Regions from separate parts of the Anser cygnoides genome. Here region 1 is linked to region 2. A link is a contact called in public Hi-C data. All regions are on one chromosome and are shown on one strand. Each heading gives the region's core, a stretch centred on a gene start, on an enhancer-like site or on the middle of the called end of the contact. The rest is flanking DNA. Distances are from core to core; before and after follow the strand shown. Region 1 holds the start of SLC39A9 (solute carrier family 39 member 9). Region 2 holds the start of DCAF5 (DDB1 and CUL4 associated factor 5).

Region 1 (6,526 bases), core at 2,520-5,019, 130 kb before region 2:
AAGCCTGCAGAGACCAAGGATCACGGAGACTATGTCTGAATTGGAGCATGTTCACAATTCTACGTTTTATCTCTACTCTGGGTTTGCTATCAAATACCCTTCCCACTAGAAACCTACTTAAACCTGCAAGTTCCCTAATGCCTCTCCTAGGTACAGCACAACACAGGATAAATGACCCGTTCCTGAAAAAGTCAGGCTAAGTAACAAAGGAAGATATATAAATAAAGTAAATTGCCAGATAAAAGAAAGAAAAATGAGAGAGACAAAAATATAAACGCCTCTAAAAATGCAAATACGTTGGTCAAATAAGAGTACAAACCACAAAGTCAGCTATATTTATATAACAGAAAAAGGCTAAGAAAAGTTTTAGGACCGCAGAAAAAATAAAAGGAAGATTTTAGAGCAAAAAAGCTCTACCTTCACCTACAAGTTTAGAGAGACACAACAAACCAAGTTAAGCTGTTATAAGATTGCTATAGGAGATGAACTACGTTTCAGTCTCTAAAACAACCCTTGCACAAAAGTCTGTCCTAAAACTGACATATTTTAATGGCATTGTATTTAATAGGGTATCACTGAAGAAGAGAGTTTATTTTTTAAAAAAACACAGTTGTGAATAAAAAATAGTTAAAGAGAAGTGTACTTTTGTGTATTTGAAAGATCTGATGATGTGTTCCATGTATTCAAAAAGGCATCAAATGAAGTTTTATGCAGCAAGTATAACACAGAATTACAAACCACAGCCATCCCTTGTCCCCACTGCAAAGAGAGCTTTTAAAATACATGCCAGTTGGTTGGTTTTGCAAATTTGTAATTAAATCTTTACGAAAATTACATAAACTTAATGCTTTTAAAGTACAGTAAACAAAAGTAGTTTAGTTTATACTCCAGGAAAAGTTTCTACATGCTTAAAAAAATACCACAATGGGTAGGTAGACATTTGACACCATAAGTAACGACTGTTTTCCTAGTTATATTCTAATTTTGGACCAAACAAAACCAAAAAGCCAGGGATGCTGCCCCTCTCTCAACTGCGGTACTGTTTGACTGAATTCTGTTTTACCAATATAAGAACAGTTCATTATACTTTTTGCTTCCCTGTGACCACAACACTGACAGGCTAGAGTCAAAGTCACGTGCTGAAAATGCAATTATATAGGCATCGTCTGCTAGACTTCAAAATATGACAACTTGCAGAGGTCACTCCTGAGCTAGTCTGTAACACAGTGCATACAGTAACCACGCAAAACTGGATCCTCGTAACAACTGGGTATCACCTGTTTTGTGGCAGAGCCATCACCTTCCACGCACAAGAGGACTGCGTGCCACCAAATAGCAACGTTAGCTACCAGAGCCCTGGAGACAAAGGTCTGTGCTCAAACATTGTGAAACCACTCGTAGCACAGACACGTCGTGCCACCTGCCCTCTCACACGCCGCAAGGACAGGCACCGCTTATCTCGCCTGCACAGGTGATGTTGGCATAGAAGAAATAGGAGGCTCTTGACAGCACAACGGGCTTTCTGAAAGCAAGCCACGTGGGACCATAGGGAAACAATTACAGCATCACCAGGGAAAATGTGAGTACTAATATGCAAGAGATGTAAAGTTTCCATCAACATGCATGGTACGGTTGCATGTATGACAATTACAGTTGATAAATCATTAAACAGTGGCAATCTAGATGAAAAGATTATCTTCCACACCCACTGTTCCCAAAGTAGCTTTGCCAAAATATGATGTTTCAGAATGAAAACAAAATGGTTTTACACTGCAGCACTATATTCTCTCTTACGCTGTGTGTGTGTGTGTTTGCCAAAAAACATCTCAAGTACTACTTCAAATACAGAGTACTGCTTGAATTTGGACATCTGTGAATTTTAAAAATGCATGAAAATAATAAACACTAACAAGTTACTATTTCAAGAGAAGTCTGCATTTCTTTTTCAATATGAAATACTTCAAAACGGTGAATACAGCTACCTAATAACTGCAGCTTATCCAGACAGGCATCCAGGAAATCAAACTATTTCGGTTCCAAAACCCACTTGTGTGTCTCTTCTTAAGAGCAGCAGCAGAGTAAATGCTGTTAAAAAATGTACAGGGAAAAACCTAAATTCCTCAAAACACCGAGCTGTTCCACAGCTCAGTTATTTCTTCGTTTAAATCTTCACGTCATTGAAGCTCTTACTTGGACCTAGCAAAAAGTAAACAGTCCCATTCCAGTCAACACTGTGAGTCTTTATTACCCAAGGAAAAGATTCAAACTACCTGAACAACTTTTTTTTTTGTTTTGAGCATTTAGGCTACAACTTCAGAGAGCCTCAAGTACTGGTAGAGTGTGGTTTCTGGCCCAAGGTCAGTCTTCTAGAGTACTTCATGTAAATCGGGATTAAACTGAAAATGTGCATCTGCCTGCAGAAATAAAGCAAAGAGCTGTTCATCTGTATCTTTTTACCACTAATGTTTAGCTATACCAGGCTTTATTGGAGCTTCAGACTTTCAAGAATATTCAAGTGTAATTAAAAGAATAGAAACAAATATGAAATCAAAACAAACATCAGGTCCACAATTAAACTCATCTGAAGAAATGCATTAATTAATGAATAATTTTATTGTTCTCCATCATCTGGATTTATTATGTACAGCATTAATTTGCTTTCTACTTAACCATGATAAGTACCCAGGGGGAGGAGGCATTTTTCTCTATTACCACCTATGAAGCTTTTTGCAAACCACATAACGCACAGCCCAAACAGCCATTTCGATTTTAAATTACCCATGTAGCAGGGGGCCTAAGCAACCGTTTTAAATAAAGCGATTGTAACTTCTCATCAGACACTTCCAGGACCGGTGTTCGCACATAAATCATTTCCACAGATACAGTTCTGTTGTTAAACCAGCAAAGCAGACAGATCCTTAAAGCAGCAAGTTTACGGCAAGTGTAAAATCGAATCGAGGATTTCCGAGAGTTGATGAGCCCACGATAAACTCGTTTGTACACGTGTGTGCTGCTGGTAAAGCACTGCCTACGCAGAAGGCTGGCAAGTGTGTGACTGCTGTTGATGCCGAGTGCCACGTTTCTGGATTCCCACCGACCTGTATTCCGGCAGCTGCCGGGAGTCCCAAAACAGACACGGACTGCCTGATCCAACCATACAAACGGGTATAACCTACACAAACACGGGGCAAGAACACCACCTCCGAACAACACGAAACACAGCCGGAGGCAGCAGAACTGCGCACAGCCGCCCTCCTTTGAGGCGCGCAGTAGAAGTTAAGCCGGGACTCCAGGCATTTCTGACAGAAACTCGCAAGGAGCACCAAGCCCGGCTCCCGCCGCCCCTGCCCGCTACGCGCCTCAGCCTCTGCTCCGCCTGGGGCCGGAGCGCTCCGACGGGCTTCGGCTCCCTCACCCGGCCTCCGTGCGGGTTTCCAACGAGCACAAGCGCACCGCGCCTCGCGCTGCCCCCTCACCTCGGAGAAGTTGACGGCCAGGGGGATGATGCCCGCCACATAGCAGGCCACCAGCATGGCGAGGGACAGCAGGCAGATGGCAGGGAAGTCATCCATGGCGCCTGGCGGCGAGGTCCGGCGGCGAGCTGCCCGCCCCAGCCCCGCCTCACCTCGCCTCACCTCACCTCAGCCCGTGCGGACGCCCAGGGCCCAGGCGCGGCCCCGGCCCATGGCTGCCCCCTCAGCGGCTCCCCCTCAGCCGCCCCCTCACCGAGCGGCACCGCGGCGCTTCCCCTTCCGGGCCTTCCCGGCTCCAAGATGGCGGCCGCCCGCCACCCGGAGGCGGGAAAGCGCGGCTCCCTTATCAAAGATGGCGGCGCAGCCCGCTTCCCTCCCCCCCCCCCCCGCTCCTCCAACGCGTCCCGCTAGGCTTCCACCCGCCGCCCTCAGCGCTTCGGCTTCAGAGGGCGCGCGTGCGCGGGGGGGCGCTCTAGCCCTTCCTCTCGCTGGTCGGCCGCGGGGGGTTGTGGGGGATCGGCGGGCGCCTGGCGGTCGGAGGCGGCGGAGCTGAGGAGCGGGAGCCGCGATGGTGAGCGGGGGGCGCGGGGGGCTCTGGGGGGGGGCTCGGCCTGGCCGCACCGGCACCGGGGAGGGCGGGGGGAGGCAGAGGGGGACGGCAAGGCCGCGGGGGGACCCGGCCCGGCAGCACGTGGCGGGGGGAGGCCGCGAGCGGGGGCTCGGGCCTGGTCCGGGGGTGCGGGCCCGGGGGTCGCCTCCGTGAGGGGGGTGCGCCGGAGCCCCTCGGTGCCCCGGGGCTGGGGGGAGAGGCCCGCCTCGGCCTGGCTGCGGTCAGGAGTTTGGCTTCTGCTGCCCGAAGGAGGGGAAAAAGTCGCCGAAATCAACTCCTCCTGCCTAGCTTGAGGAGCTGGAAGGCCCCTAAGCGTGCGGTGTGCTGCCTCGCTTCGCCAGGCGTCTTGCTGCTCTCCCCGTACCTCCTTCTTCTCTCTTTTTTCCTTCCCCCCAGTTTGTTTTCGTCTAGGCTTCGCAATTGGCAAAATGCTCTTCGGGCAGATGCTGCCTGGCTCCTGCTCGTTGGGGTGCCAGTGCTGCCTCAACCGCTTTTACGGGGTTATGTCTGCAATTTTGTACTTGGAGAGCTTTCTAAAGGGCGCTCTGGCAGTTGAAAATTGGAGTAATATAAACCAGTTTGGGGTCTTATTTAACAACAGCCAGTACAATTCCCGCTAAAAGAAAACACAAGAACACGAAACAATGCAACACAATAAAGAGCCCGTACTGCACTCTTCCACATTACCTATTCCTATGGCGTGACATTTTCAGTATCTTCCTCTGTTTTGGTTTTCTAACACTGAGATTTATACTCATGGAAAAACCAAACAGTTTTTATTTACACCGATCTTTGTCCCTAGGCACATATTCGGGGGGGGGCAGGTAAAAGTTTGAAAAAACCTCTCAGGTTTATGAACTTGTCACATCTGTGGTGGGAGAGGAGGAGCAATTTTACCAAATCAAGCTAAATTAGTTTTTTTAGGGTTTTTTTTTTGTCGTAAGGTAAAATAACAGGAAGTTCTTAAAGAAACACTTAAGATGTAATGCATTGATACTGCAGTACAATTGATCCCAATGGCAGTAATTTTGGTAGACCAGCTAAGGTGGACAAAGATCTTAAAAGCTAATTTGTACAATATAAACACGAAGGAATTGATTCTTTTATTGTTTGCTTTACTTCAGAGCTTTTAGCAGAAGCTGAGACATTAATACTTGTTAGAAGGAGAAATTTAAGTGGCAGTAACAGGATCAAAAGAAATACTAGCAACAATTTGGACTTGTTTTTTGATGTTATTGTAGTAATTATTGTTAGAGGCTCACGATCTATTGGTGTTGCTTTTAGAAAAGCTGAATTATGCCCTTTTTTTGTACAAGGGAATGAATAATTTCCAGGCTGATATGGATATTGAAAAGTTTGCAAAGAGAAAAATGGTTTCCAGTCAGAAGCTCAAATAAATTCTAACCTGAAGTTCTGAAAGAACTGGCTTGTATGTCTGGCTCACTGATACTTTTTTCCTGTAGTCTGAGTATTGGGATAGTGTCAGACTAAATATGTTGATTTAACAGTCAAAGACTGGGAGGGGTATTTTGAGGCTGGAAAGCTTAAAGTTCTTCCCCACCAGGACACTGAAAGACTGGATACAGAATTCACTTAACTATGATAAAGTTGCTCATCTCCTAGGCAGTACAGTTTTATCTATACTTTCTTAGGTTTTGCCAAATAAACCCAACTTTTTTCTTCTAACGTTAAAGTTGAGTTTGAAAGTACAAAGACCACAATTGCAGTTTGCAGGGCGTTCTGCTGCTAAAACACGCAAGCTTTTATAGAACACACTGAACTGGCTGACAGACCCCATTTTTTTTAAGAAGGGTTTCTTACTCGGATGCTCCTGGGAGATCAGAGTTCCAAGTCCTGGAAGCGAGCCTGGTCACAACCAAATACAAAGGGTACTGCTGGAAGTAGTTGTGAATGGATTTGGCAGCCCTTTGACTCCCTGGCGAGGCGTGCCTGGGACAGTGCAGCACACTTAGGAGCAGCTGGATACCAGCGGCCCTGGGGGCATCCCGTTCACATCTAGCGTCCTCCGGTGTGCAGGGAAGCAGTCTTAGCAGATGTGGTCTCCTTTGTATGATTTTCATTATAGCACAAAGCTCTGCGTTCTCCTCCTTCATTTCTGGGAGGGGAAAAGTCTTACTGCTACTGCTTCTTTATGGAACTTTTCTTCTGAGCTCCTCCAAATCTCCTTCTACCACGTTATGAATTTAAAAAGCTGAAACCGTATTCCAGGTCGATCGTGGTATAAAAATTTGGACCATTTTCTTATAAATTCTTTGCCATTTTTCTATCACCGCATTTGAGCACTGAAGTGGTACCTTTTAACTGTTCTGTCCAAAGCGTGGGTTATCAGCAGCTACCTAAATGAAGCCTGATAATGCATTTTGGTATTTGTTTCCAGTGTGTCTTACTCTGCAGTTCCCTGCATGAGTTTTACAAGTTGAGT
Region 2 (6,734 bases), core at 162-2,661:
CAGGGCCTTTGCCTGTCTATACCAAGGCTTGCTAGACACGTTACATTGCAAAAGCTGGCTATCGACAGCTCTAACTAGAGCAAAATCTTTGTACAGCTCAGATGCAGGAAAGACTAAGTGTTCCTGGCTTTTGCTTTAGTGTTAACATTGTTAATTATCATTCCAACAGAAAACTGTTAGTGGACTGTGTCTGGATATTTCTCTCAAATTATTATTGTACCTTTAATTATCTTTTAAGTTCCAGTATTTACACCTATTGATACCACATATAGAAACGTGTAAAAAGCTGAAATATGAGAAATGTTCACTGATTTTTTAAAATTCCACTAAGATAGTTTGTTATTTTATTAGAAGTAAGGCTATAACATTGTCAACTAAAAAGTATGGTTTATAGGATTTTGCGTTCTTTCTGTAAGTCTTAGCGAAGACTACCAAAACACTCAACTGACTTCCTATACTGAAATCATTTTAATTTCTGCTGAAAAGCCATCCCTGAAACATGGCAGCGGTCTAGCAGTACCCAGTGATGCTGCCACACCATAGTTAATGTCAGGAAGGGTTTTGTTTGTCTGGGGACACCTAATTCTCAGCAGGTGCAGCTCTGCATAAGGAAGGCCAGAACTACCGGACTAATTCCTCACATTCCTAAAATTGTAGTTTCCATAGGTACTGGCTCTGGTTCTCCTGCACCTGTGGGGAAATACAGACCTGGGAATTTCAAGCCACATGTCTGGGAATACTCACCTCGTGTGCATGGTTGTACATTGCAAAGCAGGACTGTGGGCCGCACCTCACAGCAGTTACACTCCAAGCAGCACTGCTGTTGTCCTCACACAGCGTCAGGTATTACACATGGCAGACTCAGTCCTGTGAAAGAAAAAAAAAAAATGTTTTTTTTTCCCCCCCTCAGTAACACAGAGGTGAGGGTGTCATGACGCAGTGAAGTACAACAGATTAGTTTCACCTGTTTAACCGCCTGCCTTTCAGCGTTTTGTCGTTGCTGAAGAGAACGAGACTCGCCTGTGCTTCCTCTGTGGCAAAGCCCTGGGAGCCCCGCTCCCCTCAGGAGGGGCACCCATCCTCTGGTCAGCCAGGAGCAGGAGGGAGCGAGCGGCAACACCTCAGCGAGCCCCGCAGACACCGTCTCAAACCCAACACACCCCTCACCGCACGCTCTTTGGAAACGCCACAGAAATCGCCCAACGCTCACAGACGACAAAACCCAACACCGGGGGGGGGGCACTTTTCCCCCACGCCCCCTCCAGCTTCCGCGCTGGGGTGGCCCCTTTCCTTTTAGCTCAGTCGGGGCGGCTTTCCGGAAGGGAATTATAATAAAAAATAATAAAAAAAAAAAAAGGGGGTGGGGGGAGAGAAGCGCCGCGACGAGCGAGTCAGGGGACGGTGCCCACCCGCGGCAGCACCTGCCTGCTGCCCAGCGTTGGCGGCGAGGAGTGCTGGGCTGAGCCGGGGCGGGTCGAGCCGGGAAGGGCCGAACCGAGCCGGGCAGGGCAGGGCTGAGCCGGGCCGGGCCAGGGGACTACGAATTTCCCCGCTCCGCTGTTACAGGAGCGAGTTAAAAAGCGGCGGCGCGACGTTAGAGCCGGGCCGGGAGCGGCGGGGAGGCGCGGGCTGCAGCTGAGGATCAGCTGCTGAGGGGAGCGGGGAGGAGCCAGCGGGATCAGGAAGCGGCGGAGTGTCTAACACCTCTCTGCCATGGCTGGCTAAAGAAAAATCATCATAACCATAACAAGGGGGGAAGCGGGGGAGGGGAGGCGGCGGCGGGGGAAGGGGCGGCGGGGGAAGGAGCGGCGGGGAGCGGCGCAGGCGGCAGCATGAAGAGGCGAGGCCGGGGGGGCAGCATGCGGTCCGTGGTGGGGTTCCTGTCCCAGCGGGGCTTGGAGGGGGACCCCCTGCTCACCCAGGACTTCCAGCGGCGACGCCTGCGGGGCTGCAGGAACCTCTACAAGAAGGACCTCCTGGGCCACTTCGGCTGTGTCAATGCCATTGAATTCTCCAACAATGGAGGCCAGTGGCTGGTCTCAGGTAAAGCGAGCGCTCCCCGGCCCTCACCCCCCCCCCCCCCTCGCCGCCCCCTCCCCAGAAAGCATCCTCCTTCTCCTCCTCTTCCTCCTCCTCCTCGGCCGCCTCCCCCGCGGCCCGGGGGGAGCCGCGGCGGCACCCGCCGCCGTGCCTCCGAGCAGCCCCGGGCCGGGATTAATGTTCCCCCAAGTGGAGATCTAAAATGGTTGACAGGTTTTAAATTCTGCCGTGACTGCTGCTGGTGGTGGGGAGCCCCGGACAAAGTTTCTACGCGAGTGTTTCCAGGACGCCGGGGTTGGGGAGGGGGGAAGCCGGGGGTGCCCTTTTATTTGCTGGATCATTTGTTTTGCCTCCCCTCTTTTTTTTTTTTTTTTTTAGAAAAAAAAGGGGGGGGTATTCTATTCGGGGAGGGGAAACAAAACTGCGGGGCTAATCGTGGGAGCCGAGTGACATTTGTCAGCGCCCGCCCGCCCGCAGCGGGGTCAGCGGGGGGGGCTCAGCCCGGCCGGGGGCACCGGGGGGGGGGGGGGGCGGCGTGTCCCGGGGGGCTGGGCACCCCGCTTCGGGGGGGGAGAGGAGGAGGGGGAGTGTTTTGTTCCTCCTCTCCCCCTTCCTCCCCTAGCAGGATGCTTTGGGGGAAGAGAGGGGGATTATTTCCGCGGTGATGGGGTTGGGGGGGGGGGGGGGGGTTAAGGCTCCCCGCTGCTGCCTGCCTGGGGCAGGGGGAGGCCGGGGGGAGGAGGGGATGCTGTCAGGTAGCAGGGAGGCAGGGGCTCGACACGGGCTGCGACACCGAGGAGGGGGGGAAAGGGGTGCCGAGCCTCTCCCCCCCGCCGGGAGGGGCCGCGGGGCCCGGCAGCCGGCTGCCCGCCTCCCCCCCCGTCTCCCTCCCCAGCAGCGTTTGGCGCAGGTGCCTCTGCCTCCTTCCCCGCCCCCGGGCTCGCCGGGGAAAGGAGGCAACTTGAGGCCGGGGCCTGGCCGGGCGCTGCAGGCCGCGCTCCCCCCGGGCTGCTCGGAGCGACGGGCCGGGGGACCGAGGGCGCAGCCCGGCCTCGGCGAGGCCCTCGGGGGGCCGCCGTGCTCCCCTGCCCTCCTGCCCGGCCCGGGGACCCCGCTGCTGAGCGGGCAGAGCCCCGCGGGGCGCCGGCCGGGCCGCTGCGCCCGCGGCAGGCCGCGGGGGGAGGCCGTGGGCCTCGGGGGAAGGGGGCGGGAGGAGAAGCTCCCTGCCTGCCTGCCTGCCTGCCTCCCCGGGAGAGCCCGATCCCCGCCGGGGAGGCCCCCGGGGCATCGCCCGGCCCCGGGGCGTGAGGCCTCGGCAGCTGTGTTGGGAGCGGCGCTGGGGCCATGGCCTCGCTCAGCGCCCGGGGCTGCTGGCAGCGGGGGGCTGCAGGCAGCGGGGGGGCTGCGCCGTGCCTGGGCGCCCCGGCTGCTGGGGCACGGCGGCGGCGATAGCTCCACAAATAACGCGGGGCTTTGGTTTAAAAAAAAAAAAAAGTTGTTATGGCTGTTCGGTTATTTATTTTTAAAGCCAGGGTGGAATAAAACCACCAAATCATACTCTTCTAGAGCGGAAGCTGATACGCCGAGACCTTCCTAATTATAACTTTCTGGTTTTGAAGAAGTGTCCCTGGAGGATTGTAGCTTTGCTGTCAGGGGTTCTTACATCTCTGCACACACAGCTTGCAAGGTACACATCCATTTGTCTTGCGGATATACATCCACGTGCATATACACACATGGTTGTGTGTTGGGGGAGGGCTGGTGCATCTGTTCTGGAGTTCTCAGGTGTTCTCCGGCATCCTGCTTTGTACCAGTCCTTCTCCAGAAGCAGGCAGAGCTATGTGTTCTACTTCCGAAGTGCTACTGAGGGCTCAAGTGCATCTCGCGTTGGTTTTCTTTATTTTTCATCATCAGCGATGGAAACACCATCAGAATTTCCTGTTCTTCTTGCTCAGGAAAGCCCTAGGAGGTGTTTTGGGTCTTGTCACATCACTGATGCACTTGCCTACGTTGACATCCATTCTTTAGGTAGAAGTAGAAAAAAAAAAATGAGGGCTGGAAGGGACTTCAGGAATTAATTTTGTTGAACTGCCTGAGTCAAGGTAGGTGCAGGGGGAGAATGGAGGCAGATTTCCTATCTAGTGGATATGTGGAAAAGGAAGGCTTTCAAACCATGTTTATTTCACAATTTCCTATCTTCTTTTAAAGCTACAGAGTGTTTACAGGGGCTAAGCACTTACTCACTATGTAGGAGATGGTGCTAGAGTTGTATCCTCCTAAACTCATAAGGTGACTAAGAAGCAAGTGAATGTTCTATTATTAAAAAAAAAAAAAAAAAAAAGTCGGGGGGGTGGATGGGTGTGGAGTGGATGTTTAAGTTACATGTGTTAGCAGTGCACAAATTTGGGATAATTAAGAACAGACTACCTTAAGTCTGGGTTTGTATTGATGCCCTGAGAAAACGAACAGCTCTAATTACAGTAACTTTTAAACAAAGTTTTACATTGTCTGTGACCACAAGATCTAGAAAGCTGTATGTGATACAGCGACAACAGGCAGGTGCTTTGTTCTTCATTCAAGAATAAGAAGTTAAAAGGCAAAAGATTTATGGATGCTCTGTTAAATTTGATGCCATTATAAGTAATTAACGTTACACTCAAAACACTACTTTTTTAAGGTCATGCTTAATCTTGAAACACTGAGAAAAAGCAGTGGGAAGGGGAGCTCAGATGAAAGATAAAGGAGGGGCGTAAGCTGACTGTAATCTGAAGTTCTTGTAGAAGAGTTGCTTCAGAAGACTTCCAAATGTAGATAGAGCCTTAGAATAGATGGCATGTGGGTCTCTCCTCCCTCAAAATAGTCAGCGTGCTGAGGTAAGGATGAGATGTTAGATACTTCCATCTGCGCTTGTAGCAGCTAAGGGAGTTAACAGGGATATCGGAGTGTGTGAAAAGGAAGAGTGCAAGCAGTTTTTCGGTTGTTCGGTTTTAAGTAATATGTATATTAACATCAAGAAGTCTGCCTCGGCTAATTGACTTGTTAAGAAGTTAGACCTTGTTAGAGCTGTTTTAAGTACAGCTGATACAGTGCATTCATACTGCCTATACTGATTCCATTTAAATTCAAGCCTGCATCCAAGTTAGTGCTGTTCTCATCAGTATTGGCCGGAATGCTTTTTCTGGGTATGTGTCCCACTTTTTCTGGTGTGGATTTTGTGTTGTTTTTTGTTTTGTTTTTTCTTTTTTTTTTTTTTTTTGGCCATATCTCCCAGAAATAAGTCTGTAAGGCTAATGGTTACTACTGTTTTAGTAAACATTTGAAAGTGCTTAAACAGGGTTTACCTTACAGTTCCAGATAGTTTTCCTGTTAGGATTTTGGAGAGAACTTAGGTGTAGACAAGCCTCAGCAAGCCCTTTGAAAGCATGTTTAAAACTTCCTAACCTAATTAAATCTTGTGTTAGAGATTACACCTTTAATAGTAACTAATTTTGTTCCTAACCATGATTTTAAGTAGTGTTGTGTTTTTCTGTTGTTGTTGTTTTGTTTACGATATGTCTATGTTCTGGAGCCATTTGACCATTTCAGCCACAATTAGAAAGGAAAAAAAAAAAGTTTGATCAACAAATTGGATTGGGGATCTGCCTGTCTGGGCTTTTGCTATGCCTGCGTGGACTTAGCAGTGTTACTTTAGAGAGGGAGAGAAAGAGAGATACGGTAATGTTTTGGGGCAAGACTTCTAGAAGAAGGGACAGGCATAAGGAAATGAGTTAAAGAAAGTTAAGAGAAATGAAAGGAGGAAGTGCATACTCAAGAGACAGTGCAATGGGACAAGTAGAAAAGACCTATCTGTAGAATGACACAAGGGAAGAGGCTGAGATGAGTTAAAACTAGCTGCTGGATGGAGTTGAAAGATTTCATTGGACAAAATGCCTCTTTGCAACTTTTTATGTGCGAGGTGGTGGTATTTTTCTGTTAGCAGTCTGAAAAACACAACTGTAAGTGCATGGAAGTTAAATTCCATATGCAATGATAAGCAGCTGACTCCTTCCCTCAGATATGCCAAGCATCTCCTTCTGCAATTTAACTTCTTAAAAATCATATTTATTTATTCCTGCCTAATAGCATTCCTTGTTCCCATCCTCAAGTTTGGTGGATGAGTTTTCCTATTTGTCTGTCATTTTTCATGTGTGCTATCTCTTAGAAACATGAGTATCTTTATCAGAACCTCCCACTCCTCTCCCCACCCCCCCCAACACACACACTTTAAACTGTACTTTCAAGATAACTTCTGGGAAATACTGTAATCTGAGGCTTGCTTAATCCATGCATATGTTCTTTTTCTCGGACTCTCTCTACGTCTTTTCTCCCTTGCCAGATAATGCAGAAATAGATGGCTCTTCTACGGTTGTAAATTTGTAGGGATGCAGGAAGTGCTGGTAATTCGCCTGTCGTTTGGTTGTCAGGTAAATCTAAGAGGACAGCAGAATGATGTGACGTTAGCAAAGGTAGTGGAATATTACTTCTGAATTAAGGGAATTGTGCATCAAGTACGATTTAAGAAGGGAAAGTCCTGATCTTAGCCTTTTTGTGTGGAATAGAATTCTGGGTGAGGAGGCATCATGGGTTCACTTACTACACGGTATTTTTGTTAGTGTCTGAGAAATTAAAAAAAATAAAGATGATACCAGGAAAGG

The links. Hi-C and Micro-C count contacts between places; a contact is called where the count stands out from the background.
Region 1: a Hi-C map of liver shows a contact between it and region 2, with 6 times the contacts expected there. The contact joins the promoter of SLC39A9 here to the promoter of DCAF5 in region 2. A contact is called at or near these places in 3 of 7 Hi-C or Micro-C datasets (granulosa cells and liver).

Annotation. Positions count from the first base shown.
Region 1 is chr5:29,661,387-29,667,912 of Taihu_goose_T2T_genome, reverse strand. SLC39A9 (solute carrier family 39 member 9) reads right to left here and starts at 3,769. Exons shown (of 7, transcript XM_048065227.2): 1 at 3,477-3,769. The coding sequence starts at 3,572. ERH (ERH mRNA splicing and mitosis factor) reads left to right here and starts at 3,904. Exons shown (of 4, transcript XM_066997739.1): 1 at 3,904-4,044. The coding sequence starts at 4,042.
Region 2 is chr5:29,530,389-29,537,122 of Taihu_goose_T2T_genome, reverse strand. It overlaps DCAF5 (DDB1 and CUL4 associated factor 5), which reads left to right and starts at 1,411. Exons shown (of 9, transcript XM_066998566.1): 1 at 1,411-2,043. The coding sequence starts at 1,833. It overlaps EXD2 (exonuclease 3'-5' domain containing 2), which reads right to left and starts at 2,055. Exons shown (of 10, transcript XM_066998571.1): 1 at 1,919-2,055; 2 at 745-867.